Linked DNA regions of Mus musculus: region 2 is linked to region 1. Evidence: chromatin contacts called from public HiChIP or PLAC-seq data. All regions are on one chromosome and are shown on one strand. Each heading gives the region's core, a stretch centred on a gene start, on an enhancer-like site or on the middle of the called end of the contact. The rest is flanking DNA. Distances are from core to core; before and after follow the strand shown. Region 1 overlaps Vangl1 (VANGL planar cell polarity 1). Region 2 has its middle 17 kb from the start of Gm40112.

What was found. HiChIP or PLAC-seq counts read pairs in DNA pulled down with a chosen protein or histone mark.
Region 2: a contact with region 1 is called in a FOXA1 HiChIP or PLAC-seq map of pancreatic cancer cells. The contact joins two enhancer-like sites. A contact is called at or near these places in 1 of 15 datasets of contacts at CTCF or cohesin (the NIH/3T3 cell line) and 2 of 115 datasets of contacts at active chromatin or transcription factors (extraembryonic endoderm stem cells and pancreatic cancer cells).

The regions. Positions count from the first base shown.
Region 1 is chr3:102,165,021-102,170,952 of GRCm38.p6, forward strand. It overlaps Vangl1 (VANGL planar cell polarity 1), which reads right to left. Exons shown (of 8, transcript NM_177545.5): 5 at 1,818-1,951; 6 at 335-467. Among named protein-coding and RNA genes, the nearest start is that of Gm16160, 36 kb to the right of the region's middle. Within about 2 kb of position 4,376, at least 168 of the 459 cell types and tissues checked have an H3K27ac peak or open chromatin away from gene starts, as enhancers often do. A contact at or near this core is called in pancreatic cancer cells, where this site is marked.
Region 2 is chr3:102,674,666-102,680,911 of GRCm38.p6, forward strand. No RefSeq gene overlaps it. Among named protein-coding and RNA genes, the nearest start is that of Gm40112, 17 kb to the right of the region's middle. Within about 2 kb of position 2,681, at least 72 of the 459 cell types and tissues checked have an H3K27ac peak or open chromatin away from gene starts, as enhancers often do. A contact at or near this core is called in pancreatic cancer cells, where this site is marked.

The DNA.
Region 1 (5,932 bases), core at 3,126-5,625:
TGGTGTGGGTGGGTCTTGCCCCCTCCAAGGGCAGCCACAGATGCCCCCTGGAAATCTGCTCTGAATGCAGATTCCCAGGCCCAGGCTTAGGCCCACAGACCACGTGGTAAGCCTTGTAAGTGGGCCCAGGACCTGTGATGGGTGTTTAGAGGTATGTCTGGTGGTGATTACACACAAAGTCTGAGAAACGTGAGAGTAACGTGGTCTGAAAACAGTCATCCAGGGCATGCGTACAAACAGAAAATTAATTCTGGAAGTTAAAAAAAATTTTTTTTTTTAAGTAAGAATAAAATGTTCAGCGGGAGGAGGGCCCAGGCGTGCAAGGGTCACAGACCTTGCTCTCCGCTTCTTCACCCTGCGTTCGTGTTCGGCCTCTTCATAATACAACTCGTTGTGGCTGGAGTCTCTGCGCCGAGCTGCTGCAGCAATCATGGCTCGGGACTGACCAGTGGCGTTATTACTAGGCCCTTTGATGAAAGGAGAAAGGTAGATAGCTTTAACGGTAAACGCCAGGAAATGGGACCGAGAAGCAGCACCAGGGTCTGTGGTCTGCTAGTTAGCGCCCACCCACGCCCCTACGGAGCACCCCTGGCTGGGCCTGCGCAGTACTCCACGCTCATGGCAGCCAGGAGATCTAACCCCAGTGTGATGGGGAAATGGAAAAAGAACTCTGAAGGGGCTGCCAACTGCTCACCCCTGAAAACGCCGGCCAAGAACAACACCCGCCGGAGCGTGCCGAAGAGGTCACTTACCATCTGCTACACAAAGTTTCAGTTTGGCCATAAGGGCAGCTGGGACATCGCATACAGCGGACAATGAGAGAGAGTGGGCAGGATGGGAGAACAAGGACAGACAGAGAAAAGAGAAGTCAAGGGACACTGACAGTGACCACACACAGGAACACAAGCTAAGCCGAGTGCTATCTCCCCCAACACCAAAGCCCAGCAACCGCAATACGCCCCGCCCCATCTGTGAATCGACCTACAAGTCCCGTATCACCCTGAGCATGACCCAACTTAGCTTATCACAAAGACACAGCCAGGACCTAATGCTTTCTTCTGGGTGCCTTAGAGAACTAAGTTTCCCAATCAAGGGTGAGGCTTACCAGTCATACCCCTCACATAGCCAAATTTAAAAAAAAAAAAAATATTTGAACACTAATACCAAAAACTGATACCTATGTAAACCAGATGTCTTACTGACAACATGAATCTCTCTGGGAGTCTGCAAAGCTCTTGTCTTAGCCCAGGTGCCCAGCAAGACGTAAGAGGGAGTCCTGTTTCTCACACTTAAGCATCTGACACCCTGAATGAAACTGGCCTCTGACTTGGTGAGTCTGCCTCCAGCTTCTGGTTGCCATTCCTGGCCAGGACTGAGAGACTAGAGAGGAGCTCCCAGATAGCTGACTCTCTAGGCTGAATACGTTTCTAGGCCAGGGTGGAGTATTCTAGGCCGAAAGCCCTGAGAGCATCGCAGTCTTTTGGTAAACAGCTCAGACTTTGAAAAACATTCCTTTCCGAGGACTTTCAATCTAAAGTGTTCCCAGCAGGAGGCAGGAAACACAGCTACAGTTTCCAATACCAAAATCTCCAAGTGGATGAACTTGATATATATATACACATATATAGACTGTAACTGACATTCCCCCGGAAAAAAATGTTTGTCTACATTTAAACTAAAAATATAAATTGTTCTAAAGTGAGAAAAGACCGTAAGGCAAGCACAGAATACAGGGTTGAAGCAAACGTACTATGAGGTTTAAGCCACAGAGCCACCTAACTGTGCGCCCCCCCCCCCAAACGGTTTCAAGCACATACCATCTACATTGTAGACTTTCAGGCCAGCCATGTGCTTGGCTGCTCGGAATTTGGATGCTGTTAGGAGGTTCGGGTTATAGATGGTGAAGTCCTTGTAGTAATTTTCCAGAACCACCAAGGCTGCTCGCTGGATGCTGTAAAATGAGGGCAAAAATGAATGCGGGGTTTTCACCGGAATTCAGTGGGGCTGAAATGAGAAGTCTTTCTGAGTCAGGTCAATTGTAAGTCAAGGTAGCCCTCCCAGGAAAGTCTGCTGGCTCCTACACTCCCCATGGCTCCCACTATGGCGGCTTCCTCTCCTTTCCCAGGCTCTGGCATTCCCCATATCCCATTCAGCCAGAAGCTGAAAGAGGAGAGAATTACAAGCTGTAACTGAGATTTAGGTTTGGGGTACATAAAGCTTTTCCTGTTTATCCTTAATTTACCAAAAAAAAGGGAAGGAAGTTGAGAAGCTCGCCCCCCCCCAAAAAAAAGGTAGGAACTTTGATGATGCTCTGAGACCCTCATTCAGTAATTGGTTACACACACACACACATACACACACACACACACACACACACACACACACACACATACACACACAGAGAGAGAGAGAGAGAGAGAGAGAGAGAGAGAGAGAGAGAGAGAGAGAGAGAGAGAGGCGGAGATTTGCCCCAGGTCTAAGGAACTGGTCTCCCATGTTACAGCAATGTCCTCCCTATGGGGCAGAGTCCTTTAAATGAGGCTTCAGTTAAACGCTAAGATATTCTGGGTCTTAAGATCCTCAGAAGCTCCTGCCCTTCAAGTGTCCTGGACACTCAGCAGATAATAGCTCCAAGCTACCATTTTGGAGCTCAGGTGATAACACACATATCCCAGAAGCATGCTGGGAGCTGAACAGAACACTGCAGGATCCCTGCTGTTTCAGAGATCCACCAGCTGTAACAGGGAGGGGCTTTCACTCATCTCCTCCCTTTTGACCTTCACGATCACTCCAGGGAAGAAAACAAAGGTACAGAAACCCACAAGCCACACAATGGCATGGCATGCCTTAGAGTCTGGCTAGAATTCTGGGGTGGATTAACAACCTAGATGCTGGCCCTTCACCCTGCGCTGTGTGTCCTGACATCTGCAGCTCCCGAAGCTGTTCGCCAAACACGCTGCACTAAATACCACAGCTCTGTTTTATCTTGCCCTTCTGTGTCTCTTTCCCAGCGCTCTGCTAAGATAATGGGCTTATAAGGATTATTTACAATGGCCTGAATGCCAGGACAGGGACTGCCTTGGATTCCTGGAGGGCTATGCGGCATCCCAGGGCTCTCTACCCCCTACTGACTGAGCAACCCTTAGCCAGACCGCTGAAGCCCCGACTACCCCCACTCCAAGACTCCCTTTGCGCTCCGCTTTAAGAATTGAACACAGGACTGAGGATGAGTCTCCAATGGCAGAGTATTCACCTCTGCACTATGTAGGAACCGAGCAGTCATTAGGTCAGCATGGAGTGCAAGACTAAGGCGGTCCTTGAGGTGAAGGGCTTCATTTTGATCTTACTGTTGTTCGGAGTTCTGCCCATTGTGTTTTCAATTTCCTCCTCCTCCTCTGCTATGACCTTCCCCAAAGAGGAACAAGTGTTCCTTCACTTCCAATGCATCCAAAAGTGTACCCGTCCCTATCACACACATGCACCCTTGCACATTGCTATGTTTGAAAACCCTAAGGATGAAAATAAGCTTGGTTATACACAGACACACTGGTTCAAACTAGTTCATCCCGTGCTTTTATACCAGCAGAAGAATTTCTCTAGGTGCTCAGATTAGAATATTAAAAAAAAAAAAAAAAAGTTCGTCACCAAAAGTTAAGAACTGGTAGGGAGAAATTGAGAGATGGCTTAGCCATTAAGCATTGGCTGCTCTTGTAGAAGCTCAGGTTCAGTTCCCAGCACCTATATGGCTTATAACCACATATAACAGGGGATGCAATATACTTTTCTGGCTTCTGTGGTCTGCATGAGTGTGGTGCACACAAACTCTGCAGGTATATACACATTATAAATAAGCAAGTAAATAAATCCCCCTTTAAAAAAGTCCAGAGTTTAAAGGTAGTTTCGGAAGTTAGCCTCAGGCCCACCTCCAAAGCAAGCCTTGTGGTGACTGCTGGGTTTTGTTTTTCATCCAGGTCACAAGGAGGAGCCCAGAGAATTCCATCGGCTCAGTCCAGTGCCTTCATCCCACATGTGCCATCTCTATAAGTGCCTTCTGTCCTTGTCTCCCTCTTCAGAGCTCCAACCCTGCCACCTTAGCATGGCCTAAGACACGGTTGAGGTAAGGCCCGCAGCTGCCAATGTTGGAGCAAAACTCTATGCATCCCCTAAGAACTTCCCACAGATAGGGCTGATGCCCAAGGACAGAGCCCCGGGGCTTCATGCAGGGCCTCAACCTTGCCAAGGCCAGAGAAGCCCATCTCCCAAGAAGCACAGAAGAGAAGAGCAGGCATCCTGCGCCTTCTCCAACCCCATCATCGCACAGAGCTCCAGCGTGACTCAGAGCCAGGCACGGTCCTGGCCGGATGCCCAGGCTGACAAGCTAATGCAGGAGCTGAAGTACTCGCGCCAAGTTTATAAATGCCTCCAAGAGCTGTGCACACTCTCGCCTACAGAGAACCATTTGTCTGGCACTCAGCACATCTAACAATACGAGGGAAGGAGACTTTCCACAGAACTAAGACAACACACAACCAATGTGCCCAACTTTAAAAGGTTGCAGTCGTTTGAGCTAAAATCCAACATCACAGTGCTTCATCTTTTTTACAGAGCAAACTATGTACTGCATGCCTGAAGTCTTGCCAAGATACAGGATGGTGATTCCTTGTGTTCATGGCTGAGCTGTGCTTTGTACATAACAGCCATAAGTCACGGGTGCAAACAGCAGGCAGACGTTCCCAGTGCCCATGTTCTGCTCCAGGCTACAGGAACAATCTAAGCACTCAGAACTCCCTGGTTGATGTCATTTTCCACATTCTCCCTTGCTCTTAGCAAGCAAAGTCATTTCAGGGGTTTAGGTGCAGGCTAAGTCATAGACCCACAAGCCCAGGACTTACAGTGCATCCCTTCCTCCAGCCAGTGTCCGTGCTCAGACACCTTCCTTGCCTTGGATCCTCTGTATCCTCCAACTGTGGTACCACACAGGCCTCTATCAGTAAGCCTTTCACACTCCCTAGACCCTAAAGTCTGTCCCTACACTCAGAGCACCCAGCATAACACAGACCAGTAGTGTCTCCTACAAGGAGTTAGATATGCAACCCCTGCCTCTTTAACTTCTTACACAAGTCCCTCTCACACAAGCAAGGCCTCCTGTATTTCCTCCATATGTAACACTTGTTGGCTCAAATTGTCTGTTTATAAAACCTTAGGATTCCCATAGGTTTAACATTAAGATCTTAAGGTTTAAGACTAAGAAGAATTTCATGAAGCCATTAGAGGCAAAGGCGGGGGGGGGGGGGGGGCTGAGAGATGGTTGAAAGCAAATCTTTAAACTCATCCTGATTCCTAGACAAGATCATCTCTGAGGAAAGACAGGGGCAAGGAAAGTCAAACTGGCGGGGAGCTTGGCATCATACCAGCACTGGAGCCAGAGAGGAGAGGCAGTGAGCAGGCCAGCCACCTTCACGCAGGAGTCCTGGGTGCAGGCTGTGGAGACAAGCCCATCATGGTCCCAGAAGTGTGAAATGAAAGCCATCTCCTCGTTCTCCTCCAAAGCCAATAATCAAACAAATCATAATTCAACTATTCCGATCTCCCACTTTATGAAACAATTGATAGTACTTCATACCCCCTAGAGAACTCCAGCCTCTCTGGAGAGAGAGAGAGAGAGAGAGAGAGAGAGAGAGAGAGAGAGAGAGAGAATATGAATCATTTTATCTTAAATTATTCACTTTTTCAAATTTCATTCTTTTTTTTTTTTCTTGAATAGGATGGGACTACTAATCCAGAATGCCTGGCACTGCCATGGTACGTGGGCTCCAAACATGTATGTATAAGGTACATCACTGAGAGCTGAATGAAATGAACCTGTCAGGTCAGTGTAGTTAGAAGTTCCAGTGAGACACCCTGAGGTTCAACTCTATGGGGTGCTGGCTAA
Region 2 (6,246 bases), core at 1,431-3,930, 510 kb after region 1:
AGATTTGTACAAAAATACAAAAAAGAAGCCCAAAACAAGTATCTTGTCAACAAGAAAAACACAGATGTGATGCACCCATACAATTAAATACGATTCAGCAATAAAAAAAAATTTTTTGTAAACTTCTGGTGTACACACATTGTAAGTCAGTTTCAAAATACATGCTGAATTGAAAAAGTCAGACACAAAGCCCACAATATAACTTCACTGATGAGACAATTAATAAATTGTCTGATGTGAAGTATTTCTGTTCAAAAAGCAAGTTCTGGGCAGGGCACGGATAATTACCTAAATGGCTAATAGGTAGGAAAAATTGTTCGATCTCATTAGTGTAAGGAAATGAAAATAGCAAACCCCTCATAAGATGGCTAATACCACCTTTCCCAAAAAATAATGGCATTTGCTATGACAGGCACTCTCACGTGCTGCTGATACAAACCGATGAAGCTTCTTTGGAAAATAGTTTGGCATTGAGTTTTATCCTATAACCCTGGGATTTATGCGGCAGAAGCCCATGCATATGATCACCAAAAGACCTACAGAGCGTTCACAGTGGCTTTTTTCTACAGCCAAAACTGCAGAGAACCCAAATGCCCATGAACTGGAAAATCTACACTAAGTTGTGGGCTCCAAGTGCAATGGAACATTATGCCAACATGGAAATATGTAAACTATACTTGACAACATGAAAAAGGAAACTGATAGTAAAGGGAAATACCATATGGCTGAGTTCAAGGTCAAAATGAGGATAGGAAAATCAATTGCAGCATTAGAAGTTTGTTGTTGTCTTTAATAAAAAAAATTTTTTTTAAAGCTTGACTTTAAGGAAGCTTACCTTTTGGAGATGGAGGAGTGGTCATGAGAAAAGATTCTGGAAACTGGTCTCTTTCCTCATCCAAGTGAACGGACGTTACACAGGTACTTCTTGGATATAACTAATTGACGGTATTTGTTTATGATAAGCCTTTCTCTGTGTGTGTATAACAACAGTAAGAACTGAACATAAATGTATGCATGACAGGTCTCGCAGGTGTGAATTCTCACAAGGGCGTGGCCACACTCAGCACCCTCTCACCCACAGTGCTCCAACAAGGACAAGAAACATTCCAGGTTGTCGTGGCAGATGCTGCCTTGCATATCCTCCCTGGATGGAGGTGATAGACAATGGAATGGACCAGAAGCAAAGCCCTTCAGCACATCGACAGCCTGCGAAAGGACTCTCACCACTGCCCTCATTTCCTCAGAGCTGGAGAAGAATCTAGGCCACTGAAGAACAGAGGCCCCACCATAGACTAACTGGGTAACTGAGAAATGGTTAAAACTGCCCAGCTGTTGGATGTAACCTCTATAAAATGAGAATAAGCAGGCCACCCCAAATGGTTCCAAGAGGAAACTAGAAATGTGTCTATCAATGTGCTCAGCCGAGCTTCTCCAGAAAGCCGCTTCTTCTGTTCCTCTTCAATGTTTTCTGAAGAGACTCAACCTCCCCACAGCGACCTCCCGACTCAGAATCCGGTGCTCCTGGAAAGCTGGCGTTTCAAGTATTCTGTTACCGTGTTAGACTATGTCCCCGACTTTGATTCTGAAAGCAAGGGCCCCTCTCTGATTGGAAGGCAAGTTCGACCCATGGAACTGCCCATCTGGAAGATGGCTCTGTCCTTTGAAGTAGGTTTCCAGAAGGCCCTTTTCCTCCCCCCCTTATTTACTGCAACTCATAGGGACAGTTTGTTGACAACCCCCTACCCCCAGTTCCCGAGGGTGAGGGAGGACCTTGATCCTTTAACACTTTATTCTCTAAGTGCCTGACGTCTTCTATGCAGACACACTGATGTTTAAGAGGTACATGGTTTGTTTCAGTCACTCGTCAGTTAAACTCATCCCTGTGTAAAGCAGGGGAGAGAGCACGGGGTTATGCACGTACCCGTCCTTCCTAACCCGCAGTACACCTCTGCCCCATCCATCACTGACCAGCAGCAGCTAGTAATTAGTTCTAACTAGGGGCTGAGCATCTAGTGGAGTCTATGGGACCATCTCCAAAACCACCTCCCCAACACCGTTCCTAGTTCTTCTCATCTTTACACCACTGGCTGCCAAGCTTCTCACTACCCTGTTTCCCTCCTTTGTGCACGTACACAAACACCCTCCAACACACATCCTCTCATTGGTTTTGGGCATCTCTAGTACCCAGCTTCTATCTCCACTCTCACTCTTCTACAACACTGAATTCATAGTGCCCAGCCATTGAGGAGACACTGACAGTGCCCTCCCAGACACCCTGAGCCTCTTGTCCCTCCCTCAGAGTCACCAAAGCAGAGACAGTTTACCAAGACCCTAGTTTAGAATTCATAATTTTGTGCTCTGTCTCTTAAAAAACAAACACTCCCCCAAACTGTAACACAAACTGAAGTGTTTGTTCACACAGAGTTGCAATCTGGAGAATGACGTCACAGGTGACCAGCCCCCCTGATCAACTCCTGACTCCGAAGCTCACACGCCACACCCTAGCCTCTCTTGCTGTGTTTGCTGTTGGCCGGAAGCTTCGCCATCTTCACTGCTTTCTGCAAAGACTATATTTATAGAGTAAAAGAGCTCTGAAGATGTTCAGTTCTGTGATCAGTCACTGCTGCCTCCTGTCCCAGGAACCAGCTGAATTGCTCACTGCCAAGCTGCTTGGCACACAGCACCAGCTGGCTTGTCAGCCTCAGCCCTGCAGGGAGCTGGGACAGGCAAGTCTCCTCTCCTCTTTGCATAGCAGCCCTGGGTGGATTCAGCATGAATACAGTGATATACCACCAGGGGAAAGGTGAATTGGAACATTTCTGCCTGAACAAAAAATCGGTGCTCTCTGTCGTTGAAGTCTCAGTAACAGTAAACAGGGATCTTTCACTACAGCCTCCCTGGACCCCTGAATCAGTGCCTTTGAGGTTCGACTCCCTTTGGAGCAGACACAAAAAGGCTTTCGATATCCCTGGCTTATGCAGACTTTGTAAATTGGTACAACCCGTCTAGGGGATGAAGTAGCATTCTTAGTAGAGTTGAAGATGGGCGTTCCTCTTCCAGGTGTGAATCTCAGAAGCGATGTAATCCGATCTGAGGATGCCTAACATAGAATCTGTAACAATAATGATGGAATTTAGAATGGAAGAGGAAAGGAAGGGGGGGTCAAGAGAGAAAAATGAAGAGACCTGGAACAACCAAAACATCCACCAACACAGGCGTGCACTAAAGCGTAGTGTGGTCTTATGAGGAGCTGTTGGTGGGGCTGGGGAGAAGCGCTTGCTGTCTGACCATGAGGCCTTCAAATCAGTGTGGGCCCTTGAATTCAGATCTCCAGCACCCGTGAGAAAAGCCAGGAGTGGTGGCTTATACCTATAACCTAGCCCTGGAAAAAATAAAGACACAAACATCGCTGAGGCTCATTAGCCAGCCGCATCAGCGAGCTCCAGGTTCAGTGAGAAACCTGGTTTGAAGCTACGGTGGAGAATGATGGAGGTCAATACCCAATGTCAACTCCTTACCTCCACACGTATGTACAAACACCCTGTCATGTACATAACATGTGCATGACACATATTCTACATACAAAAAAAGAATACAATGAATGAACTACAAGTGACTTATTAACACGAATAAATCTCAAAAAAATATATAGTTAAGTTTAAAGAAAGCTAAGTTGAAAAAAATGGGATTTCGGTTTTAACCACTTAAAAATAAACATACCTACTGTGTGTTGTTTGTGAATATATCACAGTGTTACAGAAGGTGACACTTCAGGGGGTAAATGGCTACAAGGTGGGAGGTTAGGGTTAGGGGAGATGGTTATAGCTGAATTTGCAACACTTTATTTCCTTAAATAAATATTTGAACTAAATCTGGTAGAATATTAACATTTGGTTAAGCTTGTGGTAAGAACATTGAGTATCGATTGCATCACTGCTGAGCTGCTGAGGTACTGTCCAGTTTAAAATATAATAGGTGTAAATAATTCTCTAAATGTTCTCCAGGCTTTTGCCTCACTCACAAAAGATAAAATGTCCAGTCTGGCCAAGTGGAAATTTACAATAAACAAAAACTAATAGGAAGGTCACCAACTCCTCCAGCCAGTTCCTGACACTGTAGCCACTCTGATCTCTGTAGCAGGGTCTCCTCCCTCCTGCTCTGGCCAGGCCTGTTGGCTCTGGCTGGGGCTGGCCTGTGGGAAATACCAGCAGAGAGACAAGCACAGGAAGAAGGAAAAGATTCCTCCCTGCTGACCTTGGAACTGGAAAAGGCTACATTTTACTACATCTCCAGTGTGTGGGACTCTCCTCCGTTCTACTGTGGTCCTCAGCTTGGTAGTGATCCCTCCTTTCTCTGTCTCCTTCAGGACTTGGGGTACACAGGGACCACTTTCTATTGCTGTCTCCTTCAGGACTTGGGGTACACAGGGACCACTTTCTATTGCTGTCTCCTTCAGGACTTGGGGTACACAGGGACCACTTTCTATTGCTGTCTCCTTCAGGACTTGGGGTACACAGGGACCACTTTCTATTGCTGTCTCCTTCAGGACTTGGGGTACACAGGGACCACTTTCTATTGCTGTCTCCTTCAGGACTTGGGGTACACAGGGACCACTTTCTATTGCTGTCTCCTTCAGGACTTGGGGTACACAGGGACCATTTTCTATTGCTGTCTCCACAAAGACTTCAAGGCCTCGTGTCAGTTTCCCTTCAGTTTGAACTCATCTTTATAAATGGTACCCTCATGAAACCCTCCTTAATACCTTGGCTCAAGTCTGCCATCTACTTTCTTCTGGGGCCCTGATCTCATGCAGCACACAGGAAGAGCAGGACTGCTCAGGAGAGTAAAAGTGCTCAAAGGGATGTGGTGGGGAGAGAGAGAAAAGTAAACAAAACAAACAAACAAAAGACAAAACTGCAAGACTGAAGAAGTAGCCTCAGAAAAGGCTTTTGTATTAGACTAACCACAGGAAACTGCCTCCATGGGCAACTTTGCCCTATAAAAGTAAGACTCTTCCATGTGGTCAGCCAAATAACAGGTTTCAGACCATGGCGTCATGACCATAGGATTGATGGAGGCTTAAGGAATGGTAAGAAGCAAAATGAATATCTCCCTCCAGGATAGATATAATGTTATCATCTGTATCAGAGTACCAGACTTCTAGACAGGGATAGAAATGTGACTTCTATGTTATGTTGCAACTCCCACAGAGCCAAAAAGACCCTAAATCTGTAACCTAGTTCTTACAGAGAAGAGATGTGTATGCAAATGTTCACACCTTGAGCTATCTAGAACACAGAGAGCTAGATGGTCCCTTAACTGTCTAGCACATCCTTTGAAGACTGAGTGTGCAATGTGCCATAGGGGTTGAGAATTCTACTCACCATCACACATGTTCCCACCATCACACATGTGCTTGCTCACCATCACACATGTGCTTACCCACCATCACACATGTGCTTGCTCACCATCACACATGTGCTTGCTCACCATCACACATGTGCTTGCTCACCATCACACATGTGCTTGCTCACAATCACACATGTGCTCACTATCACACGTGTGTATGAGTTTCCAGTTGGGTTTCTTATCCATGGAAACTGCCAGAAGGAGTGGGTTTTGGAAGGTACCGATGACACATTTCTGTGGAGAGAAGGTACAGCTTGAATCCTGACCGAGGTGAAGGAGAAAGCTACACACAGAGAGAAGATGCAGAGAGCAAACCAGCTTGGCTGGAGGAGCAAAACATTCATGAAGCAAATGACTTCCTTCTATTAATCTTCTCCCAGGTCCAAAATTAATCTTTCTTTAGAATTGTTAGTCTGATGAAATTTATTATCCTGGATGACAATAAGTCTTCCCAGGTTTAGAAAAAATTTAAAAGCATATGATGTATTCGTCCTGAGATGATTCCCAGACCCACTGCTACTCCTCAAAACTAATATTTTGGCATTTAATAAACCAGAGAAATTGGGTCATGAACTCAACATTAACAAATTTTAAAAACTCTAAGTAATATTTAATGTTGGCGATGTTTTGATCTTGTAATTTCTGCCATGACACTTGAGTTCAGCACCCTGTGGAAGCAGACTGCCAGAAGACTTTGCTCAGTGTAAGATCAGCTGCTCTAGGTCCCAGTTTTGTAATTTCAACTATCCAGATTCCGGGTGCTCTCTGACGGCTGGTGGAATGCTGTTCTCAACCTTCCGAAGAACTGCTCAAAACGGAATTAAAAAGGACTGCAGT